7 separate regions of the Mus musculus genome follow, and regions 2, 3, 4, 5, 6 and 7 are each linked to region 1. Evidence: chromatin contacts called from public HiChIP or PLAC-seq and promoter capture Hi-C data. All regions are on one chromosome and are shown on one strand. Each heading gives the region's core, a stretch centred on a gene start, on an enhancer-like site or on the middle of the called end of the contact. The rest is flanking DNA. Distances are from core to core; before and after follow the strand shown. Region 1 holds the start of Ddx20 (DEAD box helicase 20). Region 2 holds the start of Kcna3 (potassium voltage-gated channel, shaker-related subfamily, member 3). Region 3 holds the start of Hipk1 (homeodomain interacting protein kinase 1). Region 4 holds the start of Strip1 (striatin interacting protein 1). Region 5 holds the start of Dclre1b (DNA cross-link repair 1B). Region 6 holds the start of Rsbn1 (rosbin, round spermatid basic protein 1). Region 7 holds the start of Lamtor5 (late endosomal/lysosomal adaptor, MAPK and MTOR activator 5).

Region 1 (3,606 bases), core at 385-2,884:
ATGTACTTTAAAAAGTATATTCATTATCTCCCACGGTTTCGTGGATATAGAACTCAAAGATTCTAGACAACAAATACAAGAATCCTGGGTTTAAAGGAATCACATTGAAGATCGACCATCTCAAAAGCCCCCTTTTGAAGTCAGCCATCACTACACACTCCAGACGACAGTGTCAGGATCACATCTTATTCACTGTTTAATCCCTAGTGCCTACTATAGTATTTATATGTAACAATGGCTAAACAAAGCTTTTTAAAGAATGATCCCCCAAACCCAAAGCTGAGTAGGACAATCTTAAAACCATATCCCGAGGCAACCTAGAAAATGAGAGATCAATACAACACATACACAAGGCTTTAAGAACCACCTGAAATTTCTGCCATAGCACAGTACTTACTAATCCAGAACTTCTACCTTCTATGTCTAATCCCACTCTAGTCAGAAAGTAAATGAATTTTTAATTGTACGATTCCAACTGACAAATGGTCGAGATGTACTTATAACAGAAAATTCCAACTTTAAAATACTGGACGTAGCCTTGGCCACAACTCACCGACGTGACCATCTAGTTTACTTCCCTAACTTGCATACGCTTTGGTCCGGCCTCTTCAAACTCACCATCTGGAAGAGTTACTAGTTTGTCACGACTCTCAATAGAGTCACGTGCTACACACCCCCTTCCGGATCCTGAGTTAGACTCACCTGAGTACTATAGTTTTCAAGAATCAGAGAGTCCAGAGCAATGGTGGAGAATACACAAGTTTTTCCAGTGCCCGACTTAGCTTGGACAATTAAATCTGAGGAAGAAAAAAATTATATATATTACATATTATTACCTAGATTTACTGATGCCACCAGATACCAAATACGAGAAAGGAGAATGAAGAGGTTCTCTGCCATGAGGACCTAGTTGCCACCTGTATTTTTGGTTGACTCTCAAACGCGCAGGAGGTGTGCTTGATGCCCCAATCTCTTAACCACCGAGCTACCTCCCCAGCCCTTTGCGCCCCGAATCTCTGCCGCTCACCTTCTCCAACTTGGACTCCATGCTGGAAGAAAGTCCTACCCTCAAATTCAACTGCGCGCCTTAGAGCCTGGCTTAGCCCCGCGATGGCGCGGAGCCGGAGCTCTCCGGGGGCCACGCCGTCCCCTCCTTCCCCCCACCGCCGGCCGGCCCCGGTCCTCACCGAGCCCGCAGCGCCCCAACGGGATGGCCTTGAGCTGCACCGGAGAGGGTCTCTCGAAGCCGGCCGCCCGCAGACCCTCCAGCACCGGTCGCGACAGCAGCAGCGACTCGAAGTCCGCGGGCTCCGCCAGCACCACGTCCCCGGTACGTGTGCGCGGCCCGCCGATGTCGTGTGCGGTCCGCTGGGTCCACGGGGATGCCGGAGTCGGCTCCACAGCCTGCACCGGCGCGGCCGCACGCTCCGCAGCCATAGTGGACTCGGAGGTTGTCAAGGCCGCCGGGACTTCAAACGCCGCCGCCGCCATGGTAGCCGCGCCTCCAGATCTCGCGATATTTAGACTTGAGGCGGGGCTCCTGGGAGCGAGAAGGAGAAAAACTTTATTGGCAGCCTCCCGGAGAAGACACGGACACGCCTGGAAGCGGAGGGGAAGAACGGAAGTCGGAGGCTGTCACTCTAGGAGGGAGCAGAAAAAAAAAAAAAATGTAGCCTGAGAAAGAGGCGGGAAGAGCGAGGGAAGATGAGGCTACCGGTGTGTTGCCGCCTGCGGCCTGCAGAGGGCGCCGCGTGCCCTTGGTGGGCGCCGCCCGCTGCCGGCCTCCCGCGGCTCTGAGTGCCTGGCCGCGCGGCGGGGCTCCAGACCCGAGCGCCCAGGACGCGCTTTGTGACGCAGCTCGCGAATCGGTCGCCGTCGCCTGGGCTTGGAGTCGGCTCCTTGGGTCAAGCTCGGCTGTAGCCACGCCGAAGTCTTCGCGATCCGTACCCTGTCGCGTGACGGAAGTCTCCTGATATTTAAGTGGAAACCTGGACTGCACGCCAACTCCTAGGCTCTGCTTGATCGCTCTCTCGGAAACCCTAGGCTAATAGACGTCTCGGGTCCAACGGATCTTTTGTGTGCCCTTCCTCCGTTATGGGGTGGGCAACTAGCACACCACTTTCCCTTCCTCTAGACCCACTCATGTGTCACCCTGTCAAAGAGGCTTTTCTTGAAATCTTGAGTGGTTTCCATCCTGACTGCTTCCTGGCCTTTCCCATTATTCCCACCACTATCCCCGAGTTTGATTATTTGGTTTGATTGGCTTAGTTAGTTGGTCTGTTTATTTTCTAAATCAGAGTCTCCCTATGCCGCTCAGGCTGGCCTCAAATTGGAAATCCTCCTGGCTCAACTTTTCAGATACTGAGATGACATGTGTGTGCCACCATACCTGGTCAGGTTCTTCATGATACAACTACCTAAAATGTTTATTGTCCACCCCCCACCACCACCCCCACACACACTTTCCATGAGGACAGAAAGCTATTCTGATTTGTTCCCTTCTGTCTCTGGTAGGAGAAACATAATCTGGCACGTACTAAATACTGTTTTTTGAAAGAGCTCTTAGAACAAAGCTTTAGTCATGCTTCCAAATGTAAGCATATCTTTATTACTTTTCTCATTGATGATGATGGACTGAGTCTCAGAACCTGTAAAAGAACCCCAATAAATGTCCTTGGCCATGGTGTCTCCTTACAGCAATGGAAACCCTAACTAAGACATGTTTGCTTAGAAATTAACAAAGCACTAAGCAAACGTCCACTATCCAAATGAAGGAAGAGGAACTAAAGATCGCAAGCTTCCTCATAGTTGCCCACATCTTTCACCCACCCAATCCACAGATGACAAATCTGAGGATTCCTTTTTGCTTTGCCTTCACCCTCTTTCTATCAAACTACTGTCAAATACTTGTGTCTCCAAATGTCTCATCCACTCCTTTACCATCTCCATAGTATCTACCCTGGGTCTTCTGGTCATCCTAACTGTTGCAAAACCCTTCTAGATGGGCTTCCCTGTCCAGACCATGAACCTCAGAGGCACAGAAATTACTTCCTTTATCTTTCTTTTTCCTAAGAGTTGAATCCATGATGTTGGCATACTACACAAACACTTCACTGTCTAACCACACTCCCAGTTAAAGAGTGAAACTCATTCCTCACTTCTTCCTCTCTCTCAGTCTCTTTTTCTGTTGCTGTGCCAAAAGCACCTTTAGGGAGAAGGTTTGGGTTGGGTTTGGGTTTGGGTTTGGTTTTGGTTTTCTGGACCATGGTTGAAGATACAGTCCATTATGGTGGAAAAGTGAAGGCAGTAGGAACTTGAAGTGGCAGGTCACGTTACATCCACTTTCAGGAAGCGGAGAACAGTGGATGTTTGCAAGTGTGAAGCTTTCTTCACTTTATACATGCCAGGATCCCCAAGAGAGAATGGCCCTGCCATTATTAAGATGTCTTCCCATATCAATTAACCTAGCAGAGATAATCACCCAGGGCCCATCTCCAGGTAATGCTAGATCCTGTCAATTGGATAGGTAATGTTAACCATTACGTTTCCTTTCTCTTTTCAAGATATTTTCTCACATTTATAGAATCATTAGAAACACACTTTTTG
Region 2 (3,569 bases), core at 1,022-3,521, 1.3 Mb after region 1:
ATGAATTGAAAGAGAACAGTCAGCAATCAGAGGCAAATAGGCTGCTCTTTGAAATCCAGTATTTATCAAGTGCTCACGGTGATCAGCATGAGTGTTTCCCAGTGTAATATAATACTGCAAACACTAGATTTGGGACCGATCCAAGATTTTAGGACCAGCCCTGTCACTAACCAGCTATGTGAGCTAAACTGCTAAACTTCTCTAGATCTCAATTCTAAGATAAGGGCTGTCCTAATAAGGCCATCAAGGTCTTCCAGACAAAGCAAATGGATGAAAGCAGTGAGAATAGGCATTCTGAAAGAGAGATACTTTACAGCAGGGAGAAACGTGTGACCATCCATCACGGGACCATCCTCTGCTCTCATCTCCTTTGCCTTTGATTAATATTAATTTCAGTATTAATTCCTGCAAAAGTAAGAATAAATCATCTCCCCAGTCAGACATAGAAGTGCAAGAAACAGTCTTTAAAAATAGGGTCTTTGCCTCTCAGTGAGCTCTCCTTGTGACACTCCGTCTTTCCCAATCTTAGATTTACAAAAATAAATATGTAAATATTCATCAACTGTTCCCCTAATCACTGGTTAAAATAAGAAGCTGACCATTGCACAACAGATTGCTCTGAAACTGTGTATTTAAGAGGGATTTAAATGGTTTCCCAGTTTCTTCATCTGACAATAGACTCCACTCTCTGCAGTGCCCAGCACTCAGATGGTTGTAAAGCGAAACATGAAGGAATGATAAAACAAAAACAAACAAACAAACAAACAAACAAACGAAAACCTGGTGCTTGTTACACCCCCAAATGCTGCTCTAGAAACTTGTAGGGTGATTGGACTGCTGGCTCAGCTCTCCCTCGCTCCCCAGCCCAGGAATCACAATAGGGTCCTGAACTCAAAAGAAGAAATATCTCCCCAGAGCAGACAGAAATAAATACAAAGCATCACTTGTTGCAGAATTCAGTACAACAAACAAATGCTGAGATCCCAGGATTTCCAAGTTGCTAACAACAGAAGTTGGGCAAGCCCTCTTTATCATAGTTTAGTAGTTGGGAGAGGGGGTAAGAAAAACATGACGACAGATCACTCTTACATCAAACTGAATTTTCAGCTAACTTCATGGAATGAGTGAATGTCTAGACAATAGTTCCTCTTTTGCAAACGATTGCAATGATTCAAGGGGGTAACAGAATTTTGTAACTCTGGTACTTATACTTGGGGTAGCTAAATGTCTGGGAACAGAAATTATGTTTAAAGCAACCAGCACAATTTAGAGAAACAGTTTAAGGGAGATAATATTTTCTGTAGGCCCATATCAAGCAAGAGAGGCACAATCTGCAAAATGAAGGCTTTCCCACATTAACAGCTAAAATACACTTTCTCGAGTTCCCTACTGCAAGGGCAGGTATCATTGTGTTAATTAAACGCTAGGTATTGGGCCTGTTCGTCACACAGTAAGGTGTGGTGAATTTTCTTTACCATTCCCTCTTATTTTTTTCCACTGCCCTCACTAATCCCAACCAGAAACTTGCCCCTGATTCTGCCCGCACTGAGCTAACCATTATAAAAATGAGGTCTCCAGATGCCTTTAAGGACCCTCTTTTTAGACTGCTGGGAAGACTTGAGACCCCATGTTACCCATTAACCCATTGCTTCCTGTCCAAAAATATCGTTTACTGCACCAACACCCAGGTTTTAGCATTATTCTACCCCTCTAAATCCGGATGCTGGCCCCAGACTATCCTATCCTGCACTAGCCCAGACAACCTAGCCTGCAGCCCCTCCTCCCAAGACATTCAGGGTCTGGATGCCTGGATGCCTCCTTTGCTTGGGACTTTTTGTTACCTACTCTAGTGGAACTTGCCCTTCTTGGCAAAGTGTCAAGGGCCAGGAGGCCTCCCTTCGAGGGATGAGGTGTGGTCCTTGCGTGGGTATAACAGCCCTGAGATTAGGTCTCGACCACGCGCGGGAAGGGAACGCGCGCTGACCAGGAGCGAGCAAGCAGAGCCCAGGAACGAGGTCAGGCGGCCGGGTTCCTCCAAGGCCAGCGTGGCTGGGTAGGGGTTCCGCGGAGTCTGGGGAGTGGGGTGCAAGTTGGCGGCGATCCAGTGACAAAGAAGGTCGAGGAACAAGGGTGGCAAGCGGGAAGCGGAGCGCGCGCGCGCGGTGGGCGGGAAACCCGGGGGCGGTGGCAGAGAGGCGGGCGCGCGCCCCGCGGGGAGGGGTGCGGAGGAGGGAGGAGGAGGCGTCTGGACCGTGCAGCCCCGCGGGCCGCGCCAGCCCAGACAGAGCCTCGCGGCAGCCGCAGCAACAGGCGGCGGGGCCGGGCTCGTAGGGCAGAGGCGGCGGTGGGGCGGGGAGCTCCAGGAGGAGCGACTCGGGCCGGCAGCCGCCAGCAGGGAAGGAAAGCACCGCCGCCTCCCGCGCTCGACCGCCGCAGCCCTCCACCCATCACCGCGCCCACCCTGCACCGGACCCCGCAGGAGGCGGCGCGCGCATCCTGCAGAGCCCCGGCCACGCCGAGCTGCCGCCAGACATGACCGTGGTGCCCGGGGACCACCTGCTGGAGCCAGAGGCGGCGGGAGGCGGTGGCGGGGACCCGCCTCAGGGAGGCTGTGGCAGTGGCGGCGGCGGTGGCGGCTGCGACCGCTACGAGCCACTGCCACCCGCGCTGCCCGCCGCGGGCGAGCAAGATTGCTGCGGCGAGCGTGTGGTCATCAACATCTCTGGGCTGCGCTTCGAGACGCAGCTCAAGACCCTCTGCCAGTTCCCCGAGACACTGCTGGGCGACCCCAAGCGGCGCATGCGGTACTTTGACCCACTCCGCAATGAGTACTTCTTCGACCGCAACCGACCCAGCTTCGACGCCATCCTCTACTACTACCAGTCCGGGGGCCGCATTCGCCGGCCGGTCAACGTGCCCATCGACATCTTCTCCGAGGAGATCCGCTTTTACCAGCTGGGTGAGGAGGCCATGGAAAAGTTCCGTGAGGATGAGGGCTTCCTGCGGGAGGAGGAGCGACCCCTGCCCCGCCGTGACTTCCAGCGCCAGGTGTGGCTGCTCTTCGAATATCCGGAGAGCTCCGGGCCGGCCCGGGGCATTGCCATTGTGTCAGTGCTGGTCATTCTCATCTCCATTGTCATCTTCTGCTTGGAGACGCTTCCCGAGTTTCGCGATGAGAAAGACTATCCCGCCTCCCCGTCGCAGGACGTGTTTGAGGCTGCCAACAACAGCACGTCGGGGGCCCCTTCTGGAGCCTCCAGCTTCTCGGACCCCTTCTTCGTGGTGGAGACCTTGTGCATCATCTGGTTCTCCTTTGAGCTTCTGGTGCGGTTCTTTGCTTGCCCCAGTAAAGCCACCTTCTCCAGAAATATCATGAACTTGATAGACATTGTGGCCATCATTCCTTATTTTATCACTCTGGGCACTGAGCTGGCTGAACGACAAGGTAATGGGCAGCAGGCCATGTCGCTGGCCATCCTGAGAGTCATCCGCCTAGTAAGGGTTTTCCGCATCTTCAAGCTCTCCCGCCATTCTAAGGGGCTGCAGATCCTAGGACAGACGCTGAAGGC
Region 3 (3,770 bases), core at 614-3,113, 1.9 Mb before region 1:
ATCTTTTTTCGTTTGTTCGGTTGGTTGGTTTGGTTTTTTGAGACAGGGTTTCTCTGTGTAGCCCTGGCTGTTCTGGAACTCACTCTGTAGACCCAGGCTGGCCTTGAACTCACAGAGATGCTCCTGCCTCTGCCTCTGGAGTGCTGGCATTAAAGGTGTGTGCTGCCAAGGAGAGTATCTAAAAGACTCCATCACATTGCAACACTGAGTCCTGAGAAAATTGCATGCAAAGTCTTAAAATAACCAGTTGAATAACAGTGATGAGGTAAAATGAGTCGTTAGGTTTTTAAATGTTTTACAGGAAGCTTTAGGCTTTTAACTGAGCAACCCCCACCCCCAAAAAAAATTGGCAATGGTTTGCATTCTCTATCATCTTAACCAAAAAAAAAACAAAAAAAAACAAAAAAAACAAAATCTTACAGACCATGAATCAAAAATAGCTTTACACAAACAAGAGCAAAATTGTAGGTTTTGCTGAGGCCATCCGCCACTTAATTTAACCCCACTCCGTCTACAGCAGGAAGCCATGCTGCTGTTTTCATCAGTTACTAGGAAACAAGATAAAGAGCGGACTGGGGCAACGGAGTCTACATTTGAAACTCTTGTTTGTGGCTGCACTACACTACTGAGAATTCTCAAAGTGTCACCAAAGAGACAAGAATGCGCATCTTATGAGTATCCACAACTGAGTCACTGGTTATGTAGAGAAAAGATTCACTTACTGGAGCTTGCCCCCACCCCCTCTCCGGCTTCCCGTTCCAGTACCCATTCCCAAACAGGAAAGAAAACGCGCCCAGCATAAACACACAGGCCATTGCTCACGGTTCGTCACCACAACAAACTGGAGGTTAGACCAACGCTCCTAGAGACCAAGTTTTTAGGTCTCGGTTGCCAAGCACAAAAGGGGGACGCTGCCCTACAGAGCTGTTTATAGTGTGGGTCCTACCCAAAGGCTTTTGGTTGTTTCCATCTTTTAATGTTTTGGATTTTGTTGTTCTTGGCTTTAAAGGCGACGACGGACTGCAAAAGTTTAGACCTCTAGCTTTGCCTTGCAGAGATAAACATATAGGTGGGCTGGTCCCCACACAGCGTTACCACCATCACAAATTACATACTCAAAGACTACAGAACATGAACCAAGAGAACAGAAAAGCTTCCATACCAGCCCGACCACCACGATTTACTCTAGATGCGGTTTCCCGGTCCCCAAAGGCACCAATACGCCCAAACTACAGCTACAGGGAGTGGGGTGACATGCACACGCACAAGCACAAGAACCTGCCACCGCAGTCCGCGGTTGGGGTGGAGATCTGTACGGTGGGGAGATGCCAGACGGACCCCTGTCACCTGAGGACAACACGATCTGGAGGGAAAGGCAGGAGGCAGGGGGAGCTGCCCATTTTCTCCGGCACGCAGTCGCGCCTGGCCGCTCGCGACCAGGCGCCTAGGGCCGCGCGGGGCCTGGCGAGAGAGGCACCCCAAGCAAGCCGGCTACCCAAGGGAGTCTGCGGCTCGCTCCGTCCCACCTCGGGGCGCCGACTCCCAAAGTCCACGACCCCAGCCCCTCGCCGAGCCTGACTCACCGCCGGTGTGTGTAGTTCTCAGCCTCGAGTCGGGGCCGCCGCGAGGAGGCGGCGGAGGAGAGGCGATCCGGGGCCCCGCAGCCGGGTCATCATACCCCCCGCACGAGCCGGCCCCGGCCCCGGCCCCCGCCCCCCGGAGCCGTCCCCGCGCCCGTCCTGCGGCCGGAGCCTCGCCAGCCTCCCGCCTGCCCTGCCACCCGGCCCCTTCCCGCCGCCGCCGCCTCAGCGCCGAGCGCTCCCGCCTCGGCCTCCCCTGCGGTCCGGGGCCACGGCCCGGCCCTTCGCTCCGCAGCCGCCGTTGTCACCAGACCCGACAAGTGGAGCCCCGAGCGACCGCCTCCATCCCGCCGGCCCCGCCTCGCCGGAACCATTCAGCCACCTAGCGCCATGACACCTACTGAGGCGGAAGTGCGGAGGAGCGGGAGGGCTGAGATCACTGCATCTTGCCCCGGGCCGCGGGTGTGGGTGGGCCTCCGTGGGGAGCCAGCGTGGACAGTGTGTGGGGACCGGTTTCCCAGTCCTCTCCGCACAGCAGTCTCCGAGGTCGTTTAACCGGCGTTTGGTGGCGGTCGGGTTTCTTACAGTTAGATGTCATCTCAGCTAGTGTGACATCACCCCAAACCAGTGTGATTTTCCCCCAACATCCCAATCACATCCCAGCGATTGGGCAGCGCAGGGAGACATTGACTACCTGGGGATGACTCTGAGGGTTTAGAATTCTCAGTTTTTACTTAAATTGTTTGCTGCCATGTCGATTTCAGGGCAGCATAAGGGATTTAGATGCCTCCCTGTGCTGAAGCGCTCCCACCGTAGAATCTGTTAGGAAATAAAATATCCGAACTCAGCTCCTCCATGCATGCAGTAAACAAAAATTGTCTTACCTCCACGAAGGGTAGAAAGGCGGTGGATTCCGGAAAGTGGACCTGGCATAATGTTTAAGAAAAATGACCCTGAAAACTAGGTTATCTTAGTAGACAGTTGCCAACTCAGCCTCAAGAGATTCTGTGGGACTTGATATGCCTTCCGCGCTGTAAAATGTTGGTTCTTAAAATGAGAAACATTTCTTGGAGTCGAGTATTTATAAGAGTAAGGTAGGATGGTACGTGCCTTTAAACCCAGGATTCATGCCTTTAAACCCAAGATTCTGGAAGGAGAGGCAGATGGATCTCTTGTGAGTTTGTCAACTTGATCTACATAGAGAGGCCCTACCTAAAAGAAAGAGGAGTGCCGGGCAGTGGTGGCGCACGCCTTTAATCCCAGCACTTGGGAGGCAGAGACAGGCGGGATTTCTGAGTTCGAGGCCAGCCTGGTCTACAGAGTGAGTTCCAGGACAGCCAGGGCTACACAGAGAAACCCTGTCTCTGAAAACCAAAAAAAAAAAAAAAAAAAAAAAAGAAAGAGGAGGAGATGGAAAATGTGTTCTTTCTTACAAGAACAGTCTGAACCCCTAACTGACTATCCACCACCATAGATTTTTACCTGTGTCCTGTGAGCAGAGAGCAGGTCTAGGAGAGGCCTTTCTATCAGTTATATTTTTCAGTCCTCACTCATACATCCATGATTTCTTTGGATCTTCACCTAACAAAATGTTTTCTAGGCTATCCTATCATACCTTTTAAGGAAAGTCGTTTGAGTTTCTCCTCTTAACATTGGGAATGGGGAGGAAGTTCATTTCCCTGGAGAGCCAGGGTTAGCAAAATGTTCAATCCCACAGGACAGATTCCCTTGCATATTTTCACAGAAACTTCCTTTCTTGAGTGTTTAGAGAACATAAAGTCCTCATGTTGGGCTGGCCCTGGAAATACCAAGACACAGAATGAATGAACATGCCTGCTTAGATAGCCAAGAAAAAGGCCTGGTGTTAAACAGATCTGCTTAACAAACAAGCTTTAGTTATGAATTGCTCATTTTGCCCTACCTCACCAGAACTCTATGACTGGCTTTTCATTTACTCTCAAGTTATGTCTCTTTTGTGTTTGAAAACATCTCAGATGTTACATGTCAGAGCCTTTCCTGATTGACTCCTGCATTCTCACTCAGCCCTGTCACCTACCTGTTTATTTGTACCAGCTCTTCATATAATTAGTCTCTGTTTTCGTTGTTCTTGACTTGTTTTTTTTTTTTTTCAATCTGTCTCAGTCTTCAGGGAATGTTTAAAAGTGTAGTATTTTTTTCCTCTCTAATGTC
Region 4 (3,332 bases), core at 489-2,988, 1.9 Mb after region 1:
ACAAATAAAATAAAATGCACAAAAGGGTATTTATCTGACTATTTTGTGGCTTTTCAGGAAAATTTAAAACTACTTTACCTGCTGAGCTATCCCGCCATCCCTAAAGCACTTATTTTAAATGTATTATGTGTTTATCTGTGTGTGTATACATGTGCCCATGGAGGACAAAAGGACAGTACTGGATCCCTAGGAGCTAGTGTGCTAATAGGCAGTTGTGAGCGGCCCAACTTGGGTGCTGGGATCCTCTGAGAGAACAGCAAGTTCTCTTAACCACTGAACCATCTCTCCAGTCCACTCAAACATTTAAAAAGAGAAATTTGAAGGTGTAGTTCAATTCTCAGGGTTCTCTTCAGAAAACCTGGACAAGTCTGGTCATTAAAGGTCTTACAAACTTAACTTCCATACTCCTTCGTACTTAAGAGATCACTGAGAAGTAGCCACTGATCACCCATCATTCCACAACAAAAGGCTCCTAAAAGGTCCATCTTTTTCAAAAAAGCCACTCTAAACTCATCCTCTCAACTCTGGGCTTGTTCCTTTGTGACATAAGTTATCAGAATTTGAGCCTGCGACAACAACAAAATGTTTGGAGGGAACTGATTTCTTAGGCTTAAAGACACTATCTTTAGTATCTGGTACTAGCTGAAGCATCAAATTTGAATTTGAGGAATTCCCTCTCGGTAAGTGCCTGGCTGTTCATCACACTGGAAGTTGTCTCAGGTGGAGGAGATTGCGTAGTAAGCGCTCTGGGAATGAATGTGCTGATGAGGAAGCCCTGAAATGCTGCGACGAGACGGGTGTGTGTTCATTCATGAATTCTGCAAACGGAAGCAGTGGGAGGAATTTTAACTTGGGGCGAGGTGAATAGCTCCAGACAGCGCGGGCAAAGGGAATCGCAGCTCACTAGCAAGGAGGAGAATCCGGCGCCCTTTGTGTACTTCTGATCCCTTCACAGCTCAGCAACTGGGCTCACTGGGCATGCAAAAATACTTGGCAATGTCTGGCCGCGGTTTGATCCAGCGCTGACTAAAATTCGGAGGGAAGCCACAATGTGCTCTCTCTGCTACTCACACAACCTGGGGCCGGCCAAGCAGCACTAGAGAGAGAAGCCCTGTTCTAAGCGCCCGCTAAACTCTCCTGGGTCCCTTCGCTGCCAACTGGCGTGGCCCACCACCCTGCTAAGATCAGAGGCCGGAAAGGATGAGGGGCTAACCAGCCAGCAGACCACCGATTTTGCACCCCAGGAGGGCTGTGCCTCAGGCCACGCCCCCGGGGGCGACCGGCCATCCCCGGCTCGGGGACCTTCTTCCCCCGGCCGCAGCAGAGTTGGTGACAGGGCTCCGGGCTTTCCTCCCCGGGGCTGTGGCGGCTGCCAGCCTAGCTAACTGCACGGTTCCCGGTAAAGTGACAGCTCCCAGGGTCCCTGTCAAGCCGTCGGGAAGCCCGGCTGGGCCCGGATGCCGCCCCGGTCTCCCGGGACCCCCTCTGTCACCCGCCCGGTGCCAGCCTCGCCCCCCTGCAGCTCTGACCTCCGAGTCTTTGCGCTGGTTGCGGTTGAACTCGCGGGCTTTGCCCCCCGGCAGGAGGCCTCCGGCGGCCCTCGGCGCCCCAGGAGGAGGCTGCGCGGTGGCAGGCGGCGGAGGAGGTGGCGGCTGCGGCTGCTTGTTGTTCACAATCAGAGGGCCGGGACCGGCGGCTGCCGGCTCCATCTTGGCTGCTCCACACCCCCGGCTCAATTCGCGGACGGCCTCCCGTCAGGCAACTCTCGCGTGATTTCCTCCAGGAAATTTCCCCAATCGCCATATTCAGTGTGGCTGCGTGTGTCGAAAGCCGCAACTGCCAATCACCTCCCAAGGTCTTTCCTGGCTTTGTCATTTAGTTTCCCCTCCCTCCTTCCCGTGGAACTAAGCCGGAGACGTGCGGCTGGGCTCGCAGGAATCCCTTTAGATGTCTTTTTTATCCATGAGACTTAACACTTTAATTCGTTGTCTATCATCGCTTTGCCTGTCTTTAGAGCCCTCCCTGTTCAAGGTGAGGCAGGATGAAAGGGGAAATTAGGGAGACATCATTAAAGAAAGCAATTCCTGACTCATGGGTCTAGTTGACACGTTTTCCTAGCAAAGAATTTCTGTACAATTAACAACTGGTTGTGGCTTTTCTCTAACCTTCCAGCTGAAAAACCTCCAAGTCAGTAGGACTCTGTAAGAAACACCTTGTGCAACCCTGGGGACTCCTGGTTTTACTTATCAGATTATAACTCCATCCAAGACACCTCTGGAGCCACGTTAATAATCTCACTTATCAAAACAGGGGAAAAAGCCGGGCGTTGGTGGCGCACGCCTTTAATCCCAGCACTTGGGAGTCAGAGGCAGGCAGATTTCTGAGTTCGAGGCCAGCCTGGTTTACAAAGTGAGTTCCGGGACAGCCAGGACTATACAGAGAAACCCTGTCTTGAACTTGAAGTGAAGAGAGACAGAGAGAGAGAGAGACAGAGAAAGAGAGAGAGAGAGAGAGAGAGAGAGAGAGAGAGAGAGAGAGAGAGAGAGAGAGAGAGACTCTTGGGGGCTAAGGATAACAGTATGAAGTTGTATCTGTCCTCAAGCCACTGACAAATACTTTTAAGGATATAATAATGAACAAAAATAGGATTCTAGTCTTCGTGGAGTTTACATTCACATGGGGGAGATAAACAAATGAATAAATAAAACTGAAATTGAAAATATAACAGAGAAATCATGGGGAAATGAGGGTGTGTTTAATAATCCCTTAGAAGTGGCTCTTGCTTTTCTGCCTTCATTTTGTAGCTGTCTCGTTTACTCTGAATTACCTGCTCACATCTGTATTGACTCAAAGAGCAATCATCCAAAAATGGTGGCCTCTCACCTCATTCTCCGTCACGTCTGAGTGCCAAACACATAGGAGTAACCAAGATGGTTTTAATGTTACTTTTTACAGTGTCCTCCTCCAGAAACCTCCCTCCCCAAGAAGCAGGTACAAGACTCTTGGTCACTGGCCTCAACCCTCTAGACATCAGGAGTGGCAAAGCCTCACAGAACACAGCATCCCCGGATGACGAACAGCTCTTTCTATCATGGCCTGTGCACCCTGGAGGAGAAAGAATCAACTCCTGAGAACCAGCTTGTCCCTTAAGTAAAAAGGACTTCTACCATCTCATAGAACCAACACTGAGAGGATGATAACCAGACCACACTTGCCCAGGTCTGCTGGAATTTTCCTATCTCCCGCCCTCAATCTCAATTCTAATTCTATTTAAATCTAAAGTAAGTTTCCCCAAAGACAGATTTGGGATCAGTAAACACCTTATGTGTTTC
Region 5 (3,544 bases), core at 795-3,294, 1.9 Mb before region 1:
AAGAATTTTGATTCACTAAGCATGAATGGAAGAAAAAGGGAAACCGCTCACCAATTTTTATGTTGTGTTGTGGGAACTGTCGGATTAGCTGGACAATCTGCTGAGTAGCCTCTTGTCGGGAAGGAAGAACCAGGGCTGGATTGCAATTAGTGTTGTCTAGATACAAAGTATGAATCTGTTTCCCCAGTATCAGAGCAGGTTCCTTCAGCATGGATGGTGTATATCGAAAATCACCTGGAAGAATAATATGTGGGGTATAAGAAGTGGGCAAAAAACAAAGGCTAGAAGACAAGCCTCTTCTACCTTCAGTAGCAGATGGAGATTGGTTACGAGTTTATGCAAAAACTGTCCTGGCACTGAACTGTACAGTCTAGTTTCTTTGTGAAAATGTCTCTTTCCCACTCTTGGAGATTTTCTGTTTGATTGATGTTTTTCTTATGAGACAGGGTTTGTCTACATAGGCTGGGTGTCCTAGAACTCACTAAGTAGACCAGGCTGGCCTTGAACTCATAGAGATCAGCCAGCCTCTGCCTTCCAAGTGCTGGGATCAAAGGCGAGCACCAACATGCCTTTCTTGTTTTCTTGCTCTTGTGATTTTATTTAACAAAGTAAAGGATGGATGGTCAAGTAGGAAATCAGTTGGAAAGGGTCCCTGTGCCTGTATGGGATAAAGCTATCTTTCTGGGTAAAGGTAGCTATAAAGTGTGAGGAATGCCTTGGGAGGCTCACCTGTGTATAGAATTGTTCCAAAGTATCCTTCAAAGAGAAACATGACAGAACCAGGGCAGTGATTGGCATCTATGAGCGTTACAGTCATGGTTTCTTGCCCAATTTCATCTAGAGGTAATACATGACTCTCGCCAACCTCCAGGGCCCGGATCCAGTGCTTAGACACCTGAGGAAAACAGTTGGTCACCCGAGTAACCATAGACTTCTCTTTCATCAAGGAAAGCTGACCGAGTTCTGAACCACTCTCATGTAAGCTGTTATAAGGATTCCCAAGAAATCTCTCCTTCCTCTTCTGTCTCCCACCCTTTGTACAGATTTAAACTCAGAATCTGAAAACAGTCTAAATAAAGATTCTCACACTTTCTCCTATCATGATAATCCCAGCCATGGGTGGGAAACAACTGTCAAAAAAAGTTCCAGTCTCACACCAGCCACTTCTACTGACACAGACAAGATGAGGAGATGTTAGACAATATGTGTTTTTATCTAGCACATTAGATGAATTATTGGGGGCGGGCAATGAGTGTTGGGGATCTAACTTAGGGTTCTTGCACACACTAAACAAGTGTTCTATCACTGAACAGTCTGGTAGATTCTTAAATGCAAATTAGGAAAGCACTGGTTTTTGAAAAGATAGGAATCATTTCCTTGACTAAAAACCTCCAGGTAGTTAACTAGAAGCCAGTCTCATTCCGGGATCAATTCCCACATTTGTAAAAATTCAGTCCTTATGTCTCCCACTCGGTAATCCCCCAAACTGTGACAGATCAGAAGTCCCCACCCAGATTCCTGGACTAGGTCTCAGCGATCAAATCCCAGCCCCAATACCTGCAGGCGACGATGCAAGAGGCAAGCAGTGATGGGAGAGCAGTAGAGGGGCCGGGCCCAAGTGCTAGACAAACCCACCGTGTGGTCACAGTGCATGTGGGTTAAGAAGAAGAGCCGCGCCGAACCGGCACGGCGCAGGCTCCAAAAGTCCACAGCAATGGGCGTTTGGGGGATTACGACCCCGTTCATGGTGGCAGAGTTGAGGTGTCACCCAGTGGGGTCTTCGCGGGAACCGCACTCCTGAGTGAGGTTTCCACGACAGCGTCCCAATGACAAGTGGACTCTGGAACAAGTCCAGAAGCCCTAAAGGAAAACCATCCCAGAAACGGAATTAGTAGACAGAGTGAGAAAAAAGAAGGTGGCCGCGCTCGGGACGATCAGGATGAAAGCGCCCAACGCGGAAGAAGTCGGGAGAGCATCACTCACAACCGCGCGCTGGAGCTCGGGCCCAGTCCCCACATTGTCAAAGCTCGCGCGGCGGCGGGGAGACAGACCCTAGTAGTTGATTTCCGATCGCCGGCCGCGGCGCTCACACAGTGAGCTGCGCGCCTGCGCCGAGGGGGAGAATGGGTGGGGGAAGGGCGTCCGGAGGTCGGTGCCCCCCCCCCCCCCCCCCCGGACCTGCGCTCGGCGCTCGGCGCGACCCGGAAAGCTGCTCCTTGTGTCTCAGGGCGACGGGGCGGGATTTCCGCAGGAAGCTGTCTGGGGTGTCCTCGGCCACTGGGACTAGATTCCCAGGGAGGAGGCTGTGCTAGGTCTTTGGCCTTTTGCTAGTGTAGAATTCGTAACTGGGCCTAGAGAGAGTTGAGATCTGCTGGGCAGAGCCAACGGCCTGTGGGTCTCCGGGCGGCTCCTGAAGGGTCGGGGCTCGCCCGAGGACCCAAGAATGTGTTCCGCCCTGGGGGGCAGGCACAGCAAAGTGACATCTCGCCGTTAGTGTTTTCACTGACTACATCTCCTTTATTCAGGCTCCCACATCGAAATTAGGAGGAGCCCACGAGTTCCCTACGGGTCTGTGGAAACTGTCCCGTGAGTGTTGGCGACGATGCCATACCTTGGCTCTGAGGACGTGGTGAAGGAACTGAAGAAGGCTCTGTGTAACCCTCATATTCAGGCTGATAGGCTGCGCTACCGGAATGTCATCCAGCGAGTTATTAGGTATCACCAACCTACCATAGAATTCTAACTCCCCCCCCCCCCCCCCGGCCCCACTTTTAATCCTCTTCAGAGCTCTGCGATCACTCTGAAAAAGTTAAAGAAGGGCAGTTTTATCTTTTGGCCTTGAGGCTGCATTTCTGGGTTGTCATCTCAGTCTTCCGTGTGGAACACCATGCCCAGTTGAGAGGTCTCCTTCATACCACAGGCTTTAGCAATTGCGGCTGACTCCTGGTTCAATGACTTAACGTAGAACAGTTCTCCCTTTTTTCTAGATTCAGACCTGTATATCTTTCTGCTTGCTTTACATTTCGACTTGGATAGTTCATCAAAGATATGACCAAAATAATACTATCATTCTTCTCCTCTTTAAACCTACTATTCTGCTTGTATTTGTGTTATGAATGTCACCAGGCACCCTACCAAGCTTGCTAGTCAACCTTGAAAACATTGTCTACTGTCAGGTGGTATGAAAAATTCAAAATATCAATTCTTGTTCTTAAAGTTGTACTGTTGTTGGCTCAGGCTGTAATTACCAAAGCCTGTTGTGGTAGTTTATTAATAAGTAGCCTTGTCTCCTCACTTTGGTTAGGATTTTTTCTATTATATATGTTTGAACGTGTAACTAATCTATAGTTGTAGCTCAAAACTGTAGGTAGGACACAAAAGTCCCATGGGGTCCTTTTTTAAAAAATCGTGATCTAGGGATCAATTCTGATTTCATTAGGATGGGATAGAATCCAGGAACTGTATTGTAAATAAACAGTCTCAGTTGATTGTAGTAGTTTGGTTCCACAACATTGGAAACAGTAATCAGTGGAATGAAATCTAA
Region 6 (3,483 bases), core at 831-3,330, 1.8 Mb before region 1:
ACGCACCTCTGGATTTATAAGAATATTTGTTAAAATTGTACCTGCAGATAAAGCTACTTGAATACTGCTATAATAATAATATCAGTAATGAGGATATATTTTGTCAATAGTCTTGAAAAGGAAAGCAATATGTGACAAACTTCCAGCAAACTTGTATTTTCATATTCCTTATATTTCACTGGGAACTGCCAATAAAGTTTGTACTTCAGTTTATGCTTCAAAGTGTATTTACTTTTCACGTTTGAAAGTTATTATATTTTACTTTCTTTCTATATATGAATTTTCTTTAAATATAAATTTTTATTTTGAGATGATGTCTCCTCCTCCATAGCCTTTGGAGGGCTGTGGTAACAAGCACACAAGTCCAGCATAAACATTAATTTCAATAGAATTGTAAGAATTTGATCATAACGTTCTCTTTAAAATATTTTTATGTATACAAGTGTTTTTGCCTGCATGTATGTACAGCACCTGTGTGTAGTGCCCATCGAGGCCAGAAGAGAGAACCAAATCCCTTGAATTGGAATAACAGGTTGTGACTTGCTACGTGGGTTCTAAACCAGGGTCCTCTGCAAAAGTAGTTAAACGCACTTAATTCACCATCTGAGTTGTCTCTCCGACCCTTCAACTAAATTTATACACTGCCTTAATATTAAAAATAACTTTAAAAAATAGATTTTGCTATGCAGCCCTAGGCTGGCCTCAAACTATTGATCCTTCTCCAAGCTGCAGACCGCTGCTATTGCAAGCGTGCTCCATCACGACTGACTAAAGGTTTTAGTTAGAAAACAAAGCACTCCTTCCTTTGTGCTTGCAGTACTGCTTGTGAAAATGACTAAATGTCTAAACGGAGTGTATCTCCTCAATTTCCCCAATTGTTGCGTAAAAGAAGGAAAGATGATGTACAAATAACGGCAGTGATCACTTCTGTATTGCTATGAGGTGTCCAACTGTATGTATGTTTACCCAGTTATTCACTTACCAATTCAAGAAAAAAAAATCAACAGCGGTTACTTTTTGTTAGCACTTTAACTTTCTTTTTTGATAGTGTGTTCTTCATAGAAAAGGCCCTATAGATAAACGTGTCCACATAAAACGAATTTATGTTCACAACCATTTAAAGGTACTGGTGATTTGAAAATGTATTTCTATATGACTATGGATTCTTCTAAGTAAATTATATTTCAAATCTAGTTTTATACAGTAAATAATTTAATGGCTCTTTATTATTGTAAAGGGTTGGCTTTACTTTCCCTATCAGTTTAATATTTTTACTTATGAAAATACAGCCTAGCAACAGTATTATTTGCGCTTTAATACTTTTTGTTGGGAAACCCAAATGCTAGGGCAAATTGACCTGTATTGTTACTTGTTTATTGTAGTACAATGTATACCCAGTAGGTGTTCAAGAACTTCTCTATTTTAAACGATAACTTTTATTACAGAAGTTCACTCAGCCTAAGTTACTTCTCTGGGAACTAGTGGTGTTAAACCACAGTGTCTTTTATATGCCTAGTACATCATTGTAGTCGGTTATTTCCAAATAGCTTTCTCAAGGACTTAAATGCAATTCTAGGTAAAAAGCTAAAGTAATGAAACTCAAAACGGATTTCTGAGTAAACACCATCTCCTGGCGAACAGTGTCAGGTTGACAGCGCTTTTCACATTTGCAAATTTATATGTATGGGTTGAAAAAAAATTAAAAATTTCTATCGAGACATTTTTTTTTGTTGTTAACTATAGCTGTATGTTCAACAAAAATGCTGGATTCTACCTTTCCAAGAATTGGAGGGAAAAGTGACTCTGGCAAGGCGGAGCTGCGCTCAGGGAACGCCTAAGGCAACATTTGCACCTGCCTTGAGCCTGCAGCGGTCGCCACAGCAGTGCTATAGGAAATGCTTCAAAAAAATTTTTTTTTTCTTTTCTGAATAGCAGCTTTACAATGTTCTACAGCGAAACCGTCGTTTTACATATTCCGAAATTCTTTTCCTCCTGGTTTGTCAAGGGTAAACTGGAGATTCTTTTACCTCACAAAGGCTATGGGGAGAAATACGAAATTGAAAAGTCACTATGGAGACCACCTCCGGGCAAGATGAAGGAGGAACACTGGAAGTGGAGCGCCTGAACACACGGCGAGACTCTGAAAGCTATTAACATTGTTTGGGCGGTTAGGGCGGTTGGCGGCAACTCGCCGGAGGGCGGCAGTTGCGTGGCACCCCGAAGCGTGCCTAGGCGCACGCTCCCCTCCGCTCCTCCACTCAGAGAGCAAAGTGGGGGCGGAGGGGGAGGGGGAAGAACGCGAAGGGCGGTGGAACTACAACTCCCGCAAGGCCTTGCGCGTCCAGGGTGCTTTACAATAGAAGCTCGGTTGGCGAGGTCTGCGGAGAGGTGTCGGAACTGCCGTTTCCGGCATGTTCAGGTCTACGAGAACGACCGATCAGTGGAGGGTGGGGGAGAGACTCCAATGCCCAGCGGGCCATGCGCGGGCAGCGCTTGCGCGAACCGCGGACGGGGGGGCGGTCGGGCCATTTAAATGTGTGTTTGTGGGTGAAATGGCTGCGCAGGTCGGAGCGGTTCGCGTAGTACGGGCGGTGGCGGCGCAGGAGGAGCCGGACAAAGAAGGGAAGGAGAAACCCCATGTTGGGGTTTCGCCGCGGGGAGTGAAGCGGCAGCGCCGGGCGAGCAGCGGGGGTTCTCAGGAGAAGCGGGGGCGGCCGAGCCAGGACCCCCCTCTCGCTCCCCCTCATCGGCGGCGTCGTAGCCGCCAACATCCCGGGCCGCTGCCTCCAACGAATGCCGCCCCAACCGTCCCGGGCCCTGTTGAACCTCTGCTCCTGCCGCCTCCGCCGCCACCGTCGCTGGCACCCGCCGGGCCCACTGTCGCTGCCCCGCTCCCGGCCCCGGGCACCTCGGCCCTCTTCACCTTCTCGCCTCTGACGGTGAGCGCGGCCGGGCCCAAGCATAAGGGCCACAAGGAGCGGCACAAGCACCATCACCACCGCGGCTCCGATGGTGACCCCGGCGCCTGCGTTCCGGGCGATCTCAAGCACAAGGACAAGCAGGAAAACGGCGAAAGGAGCGGAGGGGTGCCTCTGATCAAGGCCCCCAAGAGAGGTGAGAGCAGGCGAACCGCTGGGGCTCGGGCTGTAGGTCTCAGTGCCCATATCCCGCCCCTTTAGGACTGAAAGACGCCGCTCTACTCCCCTGAGCCCACTGGAGTGGACTCGGGATTGCAGGCGGTTGCCACAGTTTGACCTACTTGAGGCTTCTCTCTGAGGCCGAGCTGTCAGTTTCCATCCCTGTTTGCAGTTCCCCCGGAGCCTTTGCAACATTTATTTTCAAATTCGGCAGGGTTTCCGCGCCGCGCAGTGCTTGGCATCGGATTAGTAGGTGGGGTACTAAAACCTCCCTTTCTGAAGTAAAGGCTTGTCACTGAAAGTCCCTTCTTGTTCTCTTGCTTGGAAATCTTTAGTTTTTCTCATT
Region 7 (3,825 bases), core at 753-3,252, 1.6 Mb after region 1:
GCATCAAGACACACATGAACATACATACAAACACACAATTCTGGAAGCATAGCCAAATATGGGGCTCATATTAGAGCATTAGAAGGCTGAGGCAGGAGAATCACATGTTAGAGATAACCCTGCACTGTAAAGTTAAAAAGTAATAATAATTCTGCGAGCTTCATTTTAACAATATGGTGAATGGTGAGCGGGTGGCTAAGCCTTGGCCTCTTCTATTATGGGCACCAGATCAAAAAACAGACTGAGTAAATGCCAGAGATCAGATTGCTAGAGGAAGCTAAGTGCAAGGCACGCTACACAGGAAGGGGTAGAGATGAGCCATGGACACACCCTTGTTTTCATAAACCCTTCTTCATGTAAATAATATATATACATATATATATTTTTCTTGAAAATGACCATAACTTTTGACCAAACAATTCTATTTCTAGTAATTAACCATGAAGAAAAAATTTAAATGCACAATATTGGGCTAAAGAATATTCAACCAGCACAGAACCTGGTACCACCAGGACAGAGGGTAGGGAGGGGACACAAGAGCAACTTAATTGGTCACTAATGAACAGTAAGTTCACTTTAGGTGTAGCTATGATAACAAAGTTGGTGTGTTTTGCAACTATTACAAACAAAGTAAATAAAAACTTACTGTCCTGAAAAGGTATTTATAATAAATTCTGTGAAGAATCCCTGCTACATAATTCAGAATTGTATATATAGTATGTATATTGATTTTGCTTTTAAAAAACATTTCTCTACAGAGTGAGTTCCAGGACAGCCAGGGCTACACAGAGAAACCCTGTCTCGAAAAACAAAAAAAAAAAAAAAACAAAAAACAAAAAACAAAAAAAATTCAAATAATACATTTGCAAAGATAGCCATATGGAAAAGATAGTCTCCAAAATATCCTTATCAAACTATCATCTCTTCACAGTAGGACTATGAGTGGTTAGTTTATTCTAAAGTTTTTAAACCCAGGCATGTTGGTGTAATCCCAGCACTTGGGAAGTAAAAGCAGAGAGATCAATACTTCAAGGCCAGCCTCGGACACACTGCAAATTTGAGGGCAATGAGGGGTATATGAGATACTGTCTCTAAAACAGAAAAGGGAATAAAAATTTTAAAGCTCAGTTATTTTAAAGTAATAATACACGGTCTTCACTAACACCTAAAACTTAAACCTAATTTCTTCCCCCTAAAACTTCCCATGACCTAGCTATTAGAAGTATCAATGCAAATTAAATATGGCACATGGCAGTAAATCACAGGACAAAGGTGGGAGAATTCGAGGCCAACCTACGAGAACAAAGAAGGTACCAATGTTAAGATTCTGACACTTTCCCAGCACGCAGTTTGGGGTTTCAACGTGTGCCATCTCTTCCTTTAGTCCCGTGTGTGCACCCCTCCCCATCGGCCCTGTGTGATAGGTTACTTCTCCTCCGATGTTGGTGAAATGAATCAATTTAAACCAGAGTAGATGATGTTAAAGGCAGGTTTATTGGGAAGCTGCCAGCCGGTGGGTGAGTTCACTGGCCCCAAGGACCAAGGCCAGCGAAGTTTCCTGGGAAAGGAAGGAAGAAAGAGAGAAGGGGGAATGTGTGCAGAGAGAGAAAAGGAGAAGGAGACCAAAATGTCTGGATTCTATAGAAAGGAGCCCTATAGAAAGGGAAGGGCAGCCCAGCCCCTGGGCTGGAAAGTTCAGGGTTGGGGGCAAGGTATGCCAGGTGGGAACTGAGGGATGCAGAACCTGGAGGCCAGTTCTGCTTTGATAGGTAAAGTATACACCTCAGCCTCTTGACCTAGGGTCAGAAACTGAGCACTGTCTTCTTAGCGATTGGCCTATTGCATAGATGAGACCATGCCAGACCTGCTGGTTACTTTAAAATTTAAACCAGGTCTACGTCTGGTTAGGACTGGAAATTGCTTGAACCAAATCCAAAGGTTAAAAATCACTAAGTCCAAGTGCTAGGTCAGGAAAAGGCCCTGAGGCCCGACTACAGATTGCTTTGAAGGCCCAGCACCCCCAATCGAAAGCCAGCCATCACTGGTCCTGTGGTAGTAGCTATGCCTTTTCGTAAAGAGCGCGGACGCGGCGCCGCGCTGAATTTCGTCCCTCTGGAGACGCCGTCCAGGCGCCCGCCTCGGTCAAGTCACGTGATCGAGGTTTGCGGTGAAGGAGGAAGTGTTTTGCTGCGGGGTCCTGGCCTGGGGCGGACAGCCTGCGGGATGGAGGCGACTTTGGAGCAGCATTTGGAGGACACGTGAGTAGTGCGTGCGGCCGGTCCTGGGCTCCGGACAGGGGAGCTGGAATGGGACAGCGGCATGGACCGCGAGTGTCTGCGGAAGCGTTTGGGGCACTCGGGGCGGCGAGCGGGTGACTTCTGCCTACGGCCGGGCCGCTCGTTACTGGGTAGTAAAGTTTCGTTAGGCGTGTTCGCAGAATCGAGTAGCTCTTGAGAAGTTTGGGAAACGGATTAAGTTTGGGGAAGGATGCCCCGGGTGTGCTAAATCGAGCCCCCGCAGTGCCAAAGCACTTTCACGCACATCTTCCCGCGTTTGTGGCCCGTCAGTTGCTCAGCGCTTGTGAAGTAAATATATCCGTAAAGTTTTTCAGCTATCTCTGTAAAATTTAAAATTGGGAGGTGTAAAGTGGCTTACAAGAAGACACCTCCTCCTTGAGCTTCTTAATCCCCTCCAGGAGCAATTCCCGTTACTGAGATTTAACAGTTGTCTTCAGGAGTTGCAGTCCTAGAGCATGCTTCTATACCAAGGACAGAGCCCTAAAGATAACTGCCTTGTTTGTGTCTTTGTGAAGCAGAGGTGCCTGAGAAAATGGTTTGGGTTTTGTTTTGTTTATTTAAACAACTCACAGTTTGTCCTCTGAAAGGGGGCGAAAAAATTTAAGGGCTGATTTGAAGTGCTTAATACTCGGTGCATAGAAAATCTGTTTTACTACAGTAATTTGAAATATTTTCTTCACATCATCTGGTTCATCTTTCTTGTGCTCCCAAAATTAGAATGAAGAATCCATCCATTGTTGGAGTCCTATGCACAGATTCACAAGGACTTAATCTGGGCTGTAAGTGTCTCCTACCAGCCTCCCTTTGAAGTTCTGAGAGCCTTAACTTACACTGCTACTATTTTCTAGCTTTTATTCCTGTTACCTTTAGGGCATAGAGACTATCTCCAAGTAAGAGTAGATGGTTGAAGCCTTTCAGTTGCATTTTAAAGGCAGAAATGTTCCTCCCAGTTCTACAACTGTTCCTACTAAAATGGTTTTGAATAAATTTTAAGTGGTCTAGAAAAGGGCTTTAGATAAGGACATCTTTACTGAATGCATTCCCTGTGCAGGCACAGTCAGGCTACACTATTTCCTTAATTGCCTCAATAACCCTGAAAATGGATGATGCTGGCTGCTAGTCCAGCCACTCTCAACAGTAAGTTATTGTCAGTAAAAATAGGGATTTCCTAGTTAGACACGTCTGACTTCAACCCCATTCTCCGATGCTGTCTGCTAGCAACATGAGTGCCGAACAGAAGGAGCCTCTTGGGGCTTCAGTTTCTTCATTGGGTTATTTTATTTCATACATACATTATGTGTGTGTTGTCTTAAGACATTTTTTTTTAAAAACTTATTCTACGTGGCCCTGGCTGTCCTGGAACAAACTTTGTAGACCATGCTGGCCTGTAACTCACAGAGATCTGCCTGCCTCTATCCCTTGAATGCTGGGAACAAAGGTGTGCATCACCATGCCCAGCCAGGCACTATTCTTAGTGTTTTCATTATAAAACGTACATAACCCCCCTTCCTGCCCCCCCCCCCCCACC

What was found. Promoter capture Hi-C pulls out the DNA fragments that hold promoters and counts their contacts. HiChIP or PLAC-seq counts read pairs in DNA pulled down with a chosen protein or histone mark. Capture Hi-C pulls out chosen DNA fragments and counts their contacts.
Region 2: a contact with region 1 is called in a promoter capture Hi-C map of hippocampal neurons, with 6 times the contacts expected there. The contact joins the promoter of Kcna3 here to the promoter of Ddx20 in region 1. A contact is called at or near these places in 10 of 39 promoter capture datasets (the C10 cell line, the HPC-7 cell line, cranial neural crest and 5 more), 1 of 484 Hi-C or Micro-C datasets (B cells), 3 of 115 datasets of contacts at active chromatin or transcription factors (astrocytes, large pre-B cells and pro-B cells) and 1 of 9 other capture datasets (liver).
Region 3: a contact with region 1 is called in a promoter capture Hi-C map of pre-B cells, with 3 times the contacts expected there. The contact joins the promoter of Hipk1 here to the promoter of Ddx20 in region 1. A contact is called at or near these places in 2 of 39 promoter capture datasets (liver and pre-B cells).
Region 4: an H3K27ac HiChIP or PLAC-seq map of embryonic stem cells shows a contact between it and region 1, with 6 times the contacts expected there. The contact joins the promoter of Strip1 here to the promoter of Ddx20 in region 1. A contact is called at or near these places in 5 of 39 promoter capture datasets (embryonic stem cells, erythroid cells, hippocampal neurons and 2 more), 1 of 115 datasets of contacts at active chromatin or transcription factors (embryonic stem cells) and 1 of 9 other capture datasets (liver).
Region 5: a promoter capture Hi-C map of liver shows a contact between it and region 1, with 2.3 times the contacts expected there. The contact joins the promoter of Dclre1b here to the promoter of Ddx20 in region 1. A contact is called at or near these places in 1 of 39 promoter capture datasets (pre-B cells) and 1 of 9 other capture datasets (liver).
Region 6: a contact with region 1 is called in a promoter capture Hi-C map of pre-B cells, with 2.3 times the contacts expected there. The contact joins the promoter of Rsbn1 here to the promoter of Ddx20 in region 1. A contact is called at or near these places in 2 of 39 promoter capture datasets (hippocampal neurons and pre-B cells).
Region 7: a contact with region 1 is called in a promoter capture Hi-C map of pre-B cells, with 7 times the contacts expected there. The contact joins the promoter of Lamtor5 here to the promoter of Ddx20 in region 1. A contact is called at or near these places in 10 of 39 promoter capture datasets (the 3T3-L1 cell line, cranial neural crest, embryonic stem cells and 6 more), 1 of 115 datasets of contacts at active chromatin or transcription factors (large pre-B cells) and 2 of 9 other capture datasets (adipose tissue and liver).

What each region holds. Positions count from the first base shown.
Region 1 is chr3:105,685,937-105,689,542 of GRCm38.p6, forward strand. It overlaps Ddx20 (DEAD box helicase 20), which reads right to left and starts at 1,635. Exons shown (of 11, transcript NM_017397.3): 1 at 1,188-1,635; 2 at 703-797. The coding sequence starts at 1,491.
Region 2 is chr3:107,033,891-107,037,459 of GRCm38.p6, forward strand. Kcna3 (potassium voltage-gated channel, shaker-related subfamily, member 3) reads left to right here and starts at 2,272. Exons shown (of 1, transcript NM_008418.2): 1 at 2,272-3,569. The coding sequence starts at 2,533.
Region 3 is chr3:103,789,412-103,793,181 of GRCm38.p6, forward strand. It overlaps Hipk1 (homeodomain interacting protein kinase 1), which reads right to left and starts at 1,864. Exons shown (of 16, transcript NM_010432.2): 1 at 1,584-1,864.
Region 4 is chr3:107,629,972-107,633,303 of GRCm38.p6, forward strand. Strip1 (striatin interacting protein 1) reads right to left here and starts at 1,739. Exons shown (of 21, transcript NM_153563.2): 1 at 1,530-1,739. The coding sequence starts at 1,709. It overlaps Gm10961 (a long non-coding RNA gene), which reads left to right and starts at 1,630. Exons shown (of 3, transcript XR_375960.3): 1 at 1,630-2,031; 2 at 2,956-3,219.
Region 5 is chr3:103,807,343-103,810,886 of GRCm38.p6, forward strand. Dclre1b (DNA cross-link repair 1B) reads right to left here and starts at 2,045. Exons shown (of 4, transcript NM_133865.2): 1 at 1,558-2,045; 2 at 730-895; 3 at 52-234. The coding sequence starts at 1,746. Ap4b1 (adaptor-related protein complex AP-4, beta 1) reads left to right here and starts at 2,175. Exons shown (of 10, transcript NM_026193.2): 1 at 2,175-2,715. The coding sequence starts at 2,603. It overlaps Gm15471 (predicted gene 15471), which reads left to right. Exons shown (of 5, transcript NR_040412.1): 5 at 872-1,098.
Region 6 is chr3:103,912,040-103,915,522 of GRCm38.p6, forward strand. It overlaps Rsbn1 (rosbin, round spermatid basic protein 1), which reads left to right and starts at 2,081. Exons shown (of 8, transcript NM_001356556.1): 1 at 2,081-3,114. The coding sequence starts at 2,412. Ptpn22 (protein tyrosine phosphatase, non-receptor type 22 (lymphoid)) reads left to right here. Exons shown (of 21, transcript NM_008979.2): 21 at 1-213. The coding sequence ends at 1.
Region 7 is chr3:107,276,856-107,280,680 of GRCm38.p6, forward strand. It overlaps Lamtor5 (late endosomal/lysosomal adaptor, MAPK and MTOR activator 5), which reads left to right and starts at 2,003. Exons shown (of 4, transcript NM_026774.2): 1 at 2,003-2,258; 2 at 3,015-3,076. The coding sequence starts at 2,062.